Regions from separate parts of the Mus musculus genome. Here regions 1 and 3 are each linked to region 2. The links are chromatin contacts, called in public Hi-C and HiChIP or PLAC-seq maps. All regions are on one chromosome and are shown on one strand. The core of a region is the stretch at or near the end of the contact, and the rest is flanking DNA. Distances in the headings are between cores, read along the strand shown. Region 1 has its middle 47 kb from the start of Slc39a12. Region 2 holds the start of Cacnb2 (calcium channel, voltage-dependent, beta 2 subunit). Region 3 overlaps Mrc1 (mannose receptor, C type 1).

What was found. A called contact is a pair of places that touch in the nucleus more often than the background predicts. HiChIP or PLAC-seq counts read pairs in DNA pulled down with a chosen protein or histone mark.
Region 1: a Hi-C map of uterus shows a contact between it and region 2, with 4 times the contacts expected there. The contact joins the enhancer-like site here to the promoter of Cacnb2 in region 2. A contact is called at or near these places in 3 of 484 Hi-C or Micro-C datasets (all in uterus) and 2 of 115 datasets of contacts at active chromatin or transcription factors (epiblast stem cells and neural progenitor cells).
Region 3: a contact with region 2 is called in an H3K4me3 HiChIP or PLAC-seq map of pro-B cells, with 3 times the contacts expected there. The contact joins the enhancer-like site here to the promoter of Cacnb2 in region 2. A contact is called at or near these places in 1 of 15 datasets of contacts at CTCF or cohesin (pro-B cells), 4 of 115 datasets of contacts at active chromatin or transcription factors (epiblast stem cells, large pre-B cells, neural progenitor cells and 1 more) and 1 of 9 other capture datasets (pancreatic islet).

Annotation. Positions count from the first base shown.
Region 1 is chr2:14,340,544-14,343,243 of GRCm38.p6, forward strand. No RefSeq gene overlaps it. Among named protein-coding and RNA genes, the nearest start is that of Slc39a12, 47 kb to the right of the region's middle. Within about 2 kb of position 1,313, at least 76 of the 459 cell types and tissues checked have an H3K27ac peak or open chromatin away from gene starts, as enhancers often do. A contact at or near this core is called in neural progenitor cells and uterus, where this site is marked.
Region 2 is chr2:14,602,886-14,605,585 of GRCm38.p6, forward strand. It overlaps Cacnb2 (calcium channel, voltage-dependent, beta 2 subunit), which reads left to right and starts at 1,421. Exons shown (of 14, transcript NM_023116.4): 1 at 1,421-1,673. The coding sequence starts at 1,566. Gm32741 (a long non-coding RNA gene) reads right to left here and starts at 1,700. Exons shown (of 4, transcript XR_374017.4): 1 at 691-1,700; 2 at 260-332.
Region 3 is chr2:14,294,248-14,296,947 of GRCm38.p6, forward strand. It overlaps Mrc1 (mannose receptor, C type 1), which reads left to right. Exons shown (of 30, transcript NM_008625.2): 15 at 553-697. Among named protein-coding and RNA genes, the nearest start is that of Mir511, 35 kb to the left of the region's middle. Within about 2 kb of position 1,339, at least 15 of the 459 cell types and tissues checked have an H3K27ac peak or open chromatin away from gene starts, as enhancers often do. A contact at or near this core is called in pro-B cells, where this site is marked.

The sequences.
Region 1 (2,700 bases), core at 63-2,562, 260 kb before region 2:
ATTTCAAAGTCCTTGGGCCAGAGTTTGTTCCTCTCCTAAAAGGAAGGAAGCAGAAGCTTTGAGCTTCTGTGTTGAGAGCACAGAATGAGCTGAACTTGTTAACACAGCTCTATTCTCCTCCTTTTTTTTTTTTTTTTAAGGCAGAAGTAGAAACCACAACAGCTTCTTAAGAGAACAGCAATGCATATTTTGAAGGAAATTCTGGCTCTTTTTTCCCCTCAAATGTTGAAGGTAAAGGTACCATTTGTTATAATATAATAATTTATTTGGTATCCATTCTGTGCTCAACGCGTGGCATGTAAATTAATAGGATTCCATGCCGTCCTTCTTCGCCATACACTACCTTGGGGCTTGATTCCAAACTCAGAGGCACTGGCTCTTATATTGATGGGGCAAAGGAGGATTTAAAGTGTCCAGTGGAAAAGGGTTACTGTTTTTCAGGAATCTGTTTCTTTGACTATAAGCATTTATTTGGCTGGTAAGGTTTGACTCTCTTAGAAATATTCAGAACAAAGGGATGGACCTACCTCTCTGTGATTTTTGTGGTACTGAGTTTGAGTCTTAGAACGAGTTCTGATTTCCTTTTATTATTTTTGTATGCGCACATGGACATGCTGAGGCCAAAGAGCTATCACAGGTATTATTCCTGTGATGGTGTGTGTCTCTGTCTCTGTCTCTGTCTCTGTCTCTGTCTCTGTCTCTGTCTCTGTCTCTGTCTCTTCCTCCCTCCCTCCCTCCCTCCCTCCCTCCCTCCCTCCCTCCCTCCCTCTCTCCCTCCCTCCCTCCCTCCCTTTCTTCCTTCCTTTCCTCTTTCCTTCTTTGTCCCAGTGAAACTCCCCAAGTAGGCTGAGGAGGCTAATCAACACGGTATCTCTCTCTGCCTCTCCAGATCTATAATTACAAATGTGTGTTACCTTTTTAAAAGGTAGGTTCTGGGGATGAGACGTCTGTCCTGGTTTGAACTTTGCCAACTGAGCCTTATTGCCAGCCTGACTGTTACTAGGAATGGGTCATGAAATAAATGCTTCTGTCAGAATAGTTTATTCGGATTGAATGTGCTCTGCAACCTCTGCTGACAGCCATCTTCTCGAGTGTGTGCAGCAACCAGCCCGAATGTGTCAGCAATGGCTTTCAGGCACCTGTGACACACGTATCACAAGTAGGATGTTTTGATGTTTGCAGGGTTATAGCTTCTTCAGGCAAAACTTGCAGGGCATGAAGAAAGCAGATTCAGCAAGGACCTTAGCCTGAGCAGCTGACTCGAATCGACTGCCAAGTAGCAAGGAATCTGGCACGCGTTCTGAGCTCCTTGGCCAGCCTGAACCGGCTGAAGCTCAAGCCTCAAGCTCGCCTCTGCACCCCCGCACCTCCCCCCGCCCCCCACCAGTGCAGACAGTTTTCCTGCTTTTTGTTGTTGTTCCTTTCTTGTTTTATTTAAAAGCCAGATTCCTTTCATGAAGGGCAGCAAACATGTGAGCTCTGCACATGCGCAGCAGTGAAGAAATTAGCTGAGGAAGTTGAGGCTGTGTCAGGGCACCTTTCCTGAAGTGGATCCTTGGACATCCAAGCCACTGTGTTCTTTTGGCCTGTCTTCAACGGAGTACGTTGTATGGTGCCAAGCCTCAGGATACCAAAGAACTGCTTACAAAACACTTGCTCCTTCACAAGAAGCACAGCAGTTTAGCCAAGATAACATCGCTGCCAAGAACTCTCACATAGGCTAAGATAAAAACTGAAAGCCCCAGCACATGAGAGTGAGTTCTTGGTAGGAAAAAGCACAGTAAGTTCTTCTCAGCCCTCACCGTCAAGATGGCTGGCACGTGCCACCTACTCAGCAGAGATCTGGATGTCTCAACAGTATAGTTCACCTTTCTGTGTGGATGGGCATCTCCCTGTCCACTGAGGGCCTAGGAAGAACAAAAGCAGCAGCAGGAGGAGTCCACTCTTTTGCTTCTAGTCTTCCTGTTTAAGCCGGGAGCTTCCCACCTCACTGTCCTTGGAATAGGTTTCACGCCACTGGCTGGCTTCCCTGCTTTGTGTGTCTTAGAACTTAGATTGAATTCTACCACCTGCTCCTCTGGGTCTTCAACTTGCAGGGAGGTCTTGGAATTATCAGCCTTCACAATTTGGCCAGCCTGAACCGCTCAAGCTCAAGCCTCAAGCTCGCCTCTGCAACCCCGCACCTCCCCCCCCCCGCCCCAGTGCAGACAGTTTTCCTGTTTTTGTTGTTGTTCCTTTCTGAATTAATTTTTCATAGTCTTACTAGGAAATATATCTGATATACATGTATCCTTCTTCTTCTTCTTCTTCTTCTTCTTCTTCTTCTTCTTCTTCTTCTTCTTCTTCTTCTTCTTCTTCTTCTCTCTTGCTCTCTCTCTCTGTGTGTGATAGAGAGCGAGGGAGAGAGAGAGAGAGAGAGATTTAGTTTAAATAGGGGCAACAAACAGGGTAGAACTGAGCAAAATAGATAAAGGAAGGAAGGCAGGGAGGATGATCCTTTAAGTTCATGGTAGGACAATCTTGCATATAAGAGATAAATTAAAGGGTACCATGACGATGCTCACAACAATCTGAGAGTCATGAGTTGAGCATTTGACTTTCTGTGTCAGGAGACATGGTGGCTCTTGCCTTTTCAGTGTTCCCACTTTCTTCTGAGGAAAGTCCATGGAGCTCAAACAAGGAGATACATTTATTCTTAGA
Region 2 (2,700 bases), core at 171-2,670:
TTAGTTAACATTAGTAACATGTAATCCAAATGGCAATAAGACTGAAGATTTGGAAAACCAACGGCACTTTGTATATGCTTAAATCTTTAAACATACCGAGATCTGTTTTTTTTTTTTTCCTTCCTTTAAAAACAAAAACAAAAAAATTCTGGCTCAATCCAGTGTATGGTAGACATCTGCTTAATGAAAACAGCTCAGTTTAAGAAGAACACGGTACTGTATTTCATCATCATAGTCAAACACAGTATACAAAGTTTACCTTAGTAAAAGGTCTCTGTGTGTATTTCAGCTTGCACAACTGTTATACTTTGTTTCTGCTCGGTGAGTGCTACCTAGAAAATTTGTATGTAGATTTTTTTTTCAGTGCAAGAAAGGTTGTCAAAGCAAAGCAGCGTCTTATGAGCAATACTAGAACGGAAAATAATTCCTTCTCCTCCTCCTCCTCCTCCTCCTCCTCCTCCTCCTCCTCCTCCTCCTCTCCCTCCTCTTCCTCCTCCCCACTCCTTCTTCTCCTTCTCATCGTCCCCCTCCTCCCCGTGCCCCTCTTCCCCTCCCCTCCTTTTAGTTTCTTTGTTTTTAATTGAAAGCTCACACAATGTACTCTGATCATGGTTCCCCTCCTCCATCTCCTCCCTACCTCTCCACCCATCCAACTACAAGCGAACCATTATTCCGGTTTTACCCTCTTACCAAGAATTTCGGGGTCCTTAAAAACCTGCTTATTTTTGTCTCAACGGTTACACTAAGACTTCTCAACTGCGGGGAGGGGGTGCGCTGGGGGCGGGAACGATATAGTCTGCTAGCAAAGACAAGCTCCTAGCAAAGACAACAAAAACAAAACAGGCCATCACAAACCAAAAAGCTAGGGCACAGGTGTAGTAGAACCAATTGTCAGGTCAGGACCATGTGGGAGGAAGTCTTAGTTCATCACTGGCACTTGTTTTCTGACTCCTCGAGTGCTTTCACTCATGCTTTTGCAGAAGTTCGGGGTCTGTCTGTAGCCTTTTTCGAATCATGGAGAGTTTCAGTTTAGGGTCTAACCCTGTGGATCTTTTTCCTCCTCTGGACTCCAGGAAGAGGAGGTGAACTGAGCAGCTGGGCCAGTTACCTCCCTAGGGAGCTGCGACTGGCTGGCTTTCGTGGCTTCGAAAACTTTCCAGCGCGAGTGCCACGGCGACGGGCCGCAGCTGAGTCGGAGCCCACGCGGCCCGCGCCTCCCGCGAAGAACTTTTCGGAGTGGCGGTGGTTTGTCACTCTCGCTTTCCGACGCGCCTCCCCCCTGGCTCGTGCTCCCGGAGCGCCCTCCTCCTGGCGGGGACCTTCCCTGGAGCCAGCCCGCCCAGCAGTCCCAGCCTCCGCCGCTCGCGGGCCCAGAAGCTCCAAAGAACTGGCGCCCCTCGCCCCGGCCACCCAGCCTCGTGCCTGCGCCACCGCCTAGTCTAGGCTTTGCAACATGCTTCAGCGGCGTCGCGCGCACTGAGAGCCTCCGATCCTGGGGCGAAGAGGAGCGGGGGACCCGGGTCGTGGAGGAGGGGACCCGCAGCCTTGGAGTCGACTTTTTGCCGATGGTCCAAAGCGACACGTCCAAGTCGCCTCCCGTAGCGGCGGTGGCGCAGGAGAGCCAGATGGAGCTGCTGGAGAGCGCGGCTCCCGCGGGGGCGCTCGGAGCACAGGTAGCCACTGCGCCGCGCCTTCTGCTGGCTTTGTGAGCCTCAGAGCCCCGACCTCAGTCCCTCCCGCTGCCTCCTCTCCCTCATCGCGAACCGCGCCTCCCCCTCCTGCTCCGGTCTCCTTCGCCACCTCCTCCCGCCCATCCCGGTGCTGCTGGGGGACCCTGCCCCTGCGCGCCTTCCACGGGCTCTGCTCCGGCTTCCATTTTTTTGTTTGTTTGTTTGGTTGGGTTTTTTTGTTTTGTTTTCTTTTGATTTTGCCCCCTTTGCTTTCTGAAAAGCCAGTGGGAAGGGGCGAGGACGACCTGCCGCTCCTCCCCGGCTTTTCCCGGGCCACGCCGCTTGGCTGTCCGCGCCCCTGCCCTGGAGAAGCACATGGAGAGCCATGGACCAGGCGAGTGGACTGGACCGGCTCAAGATCGTGAGTCCGGGCGGGCGGGAAAGGGATCCGCATCCTGCATCGCTGTTTCCGCCGCTGCCTCTGGTGGTCTCTATTGGGAGCTAGGCAGGGAGGTGAGGTGTTATGCAGGGGTCAAGGTGGGCGTGGATCCCCTTGCCTTCTCCCCGGAGAGCAGCCCCAACCCCCCTCAGCACCTGGGGCGCTGTGCCACCCAGACAGTTCAGCTAGCTGTCCTCTTTCCAGGGTTTGCCTGGACCCTTGTTTCTTTGCTGGAAGAAGAGAGCAGAGTGTTGTGGGTGAGAAAGTTTTTGTTTCTGTTTACCCCGAAATGGCATGCCATTCTAGCGGCTCCTGGGTTCCTTTCTCTGATGAGTATTAGCGGTTTCTGGAAAAATTCTGTCCTGCTGCTCATTGTGAAATAGGAGATGTCGGTTGTAGGCGTGGAGTGTGATAAGGTGGCTTTTACGTAAAGCCTTGGCAGGTACAGTTGGGATTCCAGACACCCCCAGATCTGGGCGGAAAGGAGTTCCTCAACTTTTATTCTTGGGGTAAAGCCTTCAAACCTGACACTTGAACTACTTGGAGAGTGCTGGGAAGAGGTTAGGGTGAATCCAGGAAGAATATTTCTCC
Region 3 (2,700 bases), core at 89-2,588, 310 kb before region 2:
TAGCCTGTGTAATAGATGAAAAGCTTCCAACAACTTACTGAAATATCATCCCTTAAGAACAGGCTGTAAATTTAGGAAATTGCGACTACCGACTGAGATATGGAAGTTTCTTGCTAACTTTTTCCTACATATAAATCCCATTGCTTGTGGCCCTGGATTCATTCTATTTAATGGGAATAAAGGAAATGTTATAAAAACCAATTCCCTACTCTAGTCTGCTTAAAAGTTTCCATGTAATAAAAGCTGTTTCTTTCTCACCCATGTCCATAAAATGTGCTTCCATAGCTAAAAGTAAAAAGCAAATGAATGAAGAATCCAAACAGCCCCTCTTTTTCCTTTCCCAATTTGAATTTGCACTGGTGTGGTATACGTGGTTAATATCTGCAGCCTAATGTGGTGTTCGTGGTATATCTGCAGCCTAATGTGGTATACGTGGTATATCTGCAGCCTAATGTGGTATACGTGGTATATCTGCAGCCTAATGTGGTGTTTCTAGCACAGCATAGCAACCTGGTGTTGTGGTTCAGATCAAGTGTGATGTTTCCACCATAGGTTTCCTATGAAAATTGGGCTTACGGTGAACCAAATAATTACCAAAATGTTGAATATTGTGGTGAGCTGAAAGGTGACCCTGGCATGTCCTGGAATGATATCAACTGTGAACACCTCAACAACTGGATTTGTCAGATACAAAAAGGTACAAATCTGTCCCCTCTTTTTCTTACATTACAGAGCTAGCCTTCTGATACCCCAATTTGTTTCCTCCATTGGCACAAACAAACAAAAATACCAGCATCAGGGAACTGTGGGGCCCTTATTTCACAGGATAAGAATGGGGACGTTGGAAACAGATAAGTGTTCCAAAGGAACAGAAGATCAAAAGGCCACCAAGAATCCTGGATTAGAGTCACGTCCTTAAAAACATTCCCATCAGCAGCCGGGACTCTGGCCATCCACTGCAGCTGCAGGGGCTAATGGGAGACCTGCCCTTTAGTGCTGTAGAAAGGCAATGCAGTTTTGCTTTCTGGAACTTTCACCCTCTGACCTTCTATTTTATCCCTGAAACAGGTACAAGCTCCCTTCAACCTGATATTTTAATATCCATAACACAGAACCAGCAGTATAGGGAAGGCCGTGGTGTTGTGGGACTCACATGATATTATTTATGATATCTTGGAAATTAGAGCAAAGACAGGTTAGGCATTGTGGTCAGAGGAGCTGGGTTATGACACCGAGGAAACAAGCTGACCCTTGAATTAAAACATATTGACGCCATAGCAATAAGAGGATGGAACCACATTGCCCTCTGCTGTTGGGGAATCATGGCCGCTGCCCCCATTCTGCAGTTAAGAGACCCGGTACTGCCCTCTGCTGGCTGGATGCACATGTTTCCACATTCTGGATTAGTATCCTTTTGAATTTAAATTTAAAAACAGTCTCCTGCTGCCTGCCAGTGACTCACTGTGGCCTCTTTATGTTGTTAGTAGCTTTGTTTTACTCTGGCAGATAGAAAATATGTTACAGGTCGCCATCTTGGTTCCGGGACTCAGCAGAACTTAGGAAATTAGTCTGAACAGGTCAGAGGGTGCGCCAGAGAACCGGACAGCTTCTGGGACGGGCGGAAGCACAGAGCTGCTGAGGCAGCAGCCTGGGCGGGCCGCAGACAACCGGCCACCATCCGGACCAGAGGACAGGTGTCCACCTGGCTTGGGAGGCGGCCTCAGCCTCAGCAGCAGCGGTCGCCATCTGGGTTCCGGGACTCCGCGGGACCTAGGAAATTAGTCTGAACAGGTTAGAGGGTGCACCAGAGAACCGGATAGCTTCTGGGACGGGCGGAAGCACAGAGCTGCTGAGGCAGCAGCCTGGGCGGGCCGCAGACAACCGGCCACCATCCGGACCAGAGGACAGGTGTCCGCCTGGCTTGGGAGGCAGCCTCAGCCTCAGCAGCAGCGGTCGCCATCTTGGTTCCGGGACTCAGCAGAACTTAGGAAATTAGTCTGAACAGGTTAGAGGGTGCGCCAGAGAACCGGACAGCTTCTGGGACGGGCAGAAGCACAGAGCCGCTGAGGCAGCACTCTTGGCGGGCCACAGGCAGCCGGCCACCGTCCGGACCAGAGGACAGGTGTCCGCCTGGCTCGGGAGACGGCCTCAGCCTCAGGAGCAGCGGTCACCATCTTGGTTCCAGGACTCCCTGGAACTTAGGAATTTAGTCTGCACAGGTGAGAGTCTGCACCACAGAAGCTGACAGCTTCTGGGAACTGCCAAAGCAACACAGCTTCTGAGAGAGGCCCTGTTTTGGGCCTTCTTCTTCGACCAGGAGGAGGTCCAAAAACAAGATATCTGCGCACCTTCCCTGTAAGAGAGCTTGCCAGCAGAGAGTGCTCTGAGCACTGAAACTCAGAGGAGAGAATCTGTCTCCCAGGTCTGCTGAGAGACGGTAACAGAATCACCAGAAGAACAATCTCTAAACAGAGTCAACTATAACTACTAACTCCAGAGATTACCAGATGGCGAAAGGTAAACGTAGGAATCCTACTAACAGGAACCAAGACCACTCACCATCATCAGAACCCAGCACTCCCACTTCACCCAGTCCAGGGCACCCCAACACACCCGAAAACCTAGACCTAGATTTAAAAGCATATCTCATGATGATGGTAGAGGACATCAAGAAGGACTTTCATAAATCACTTAAAGAAA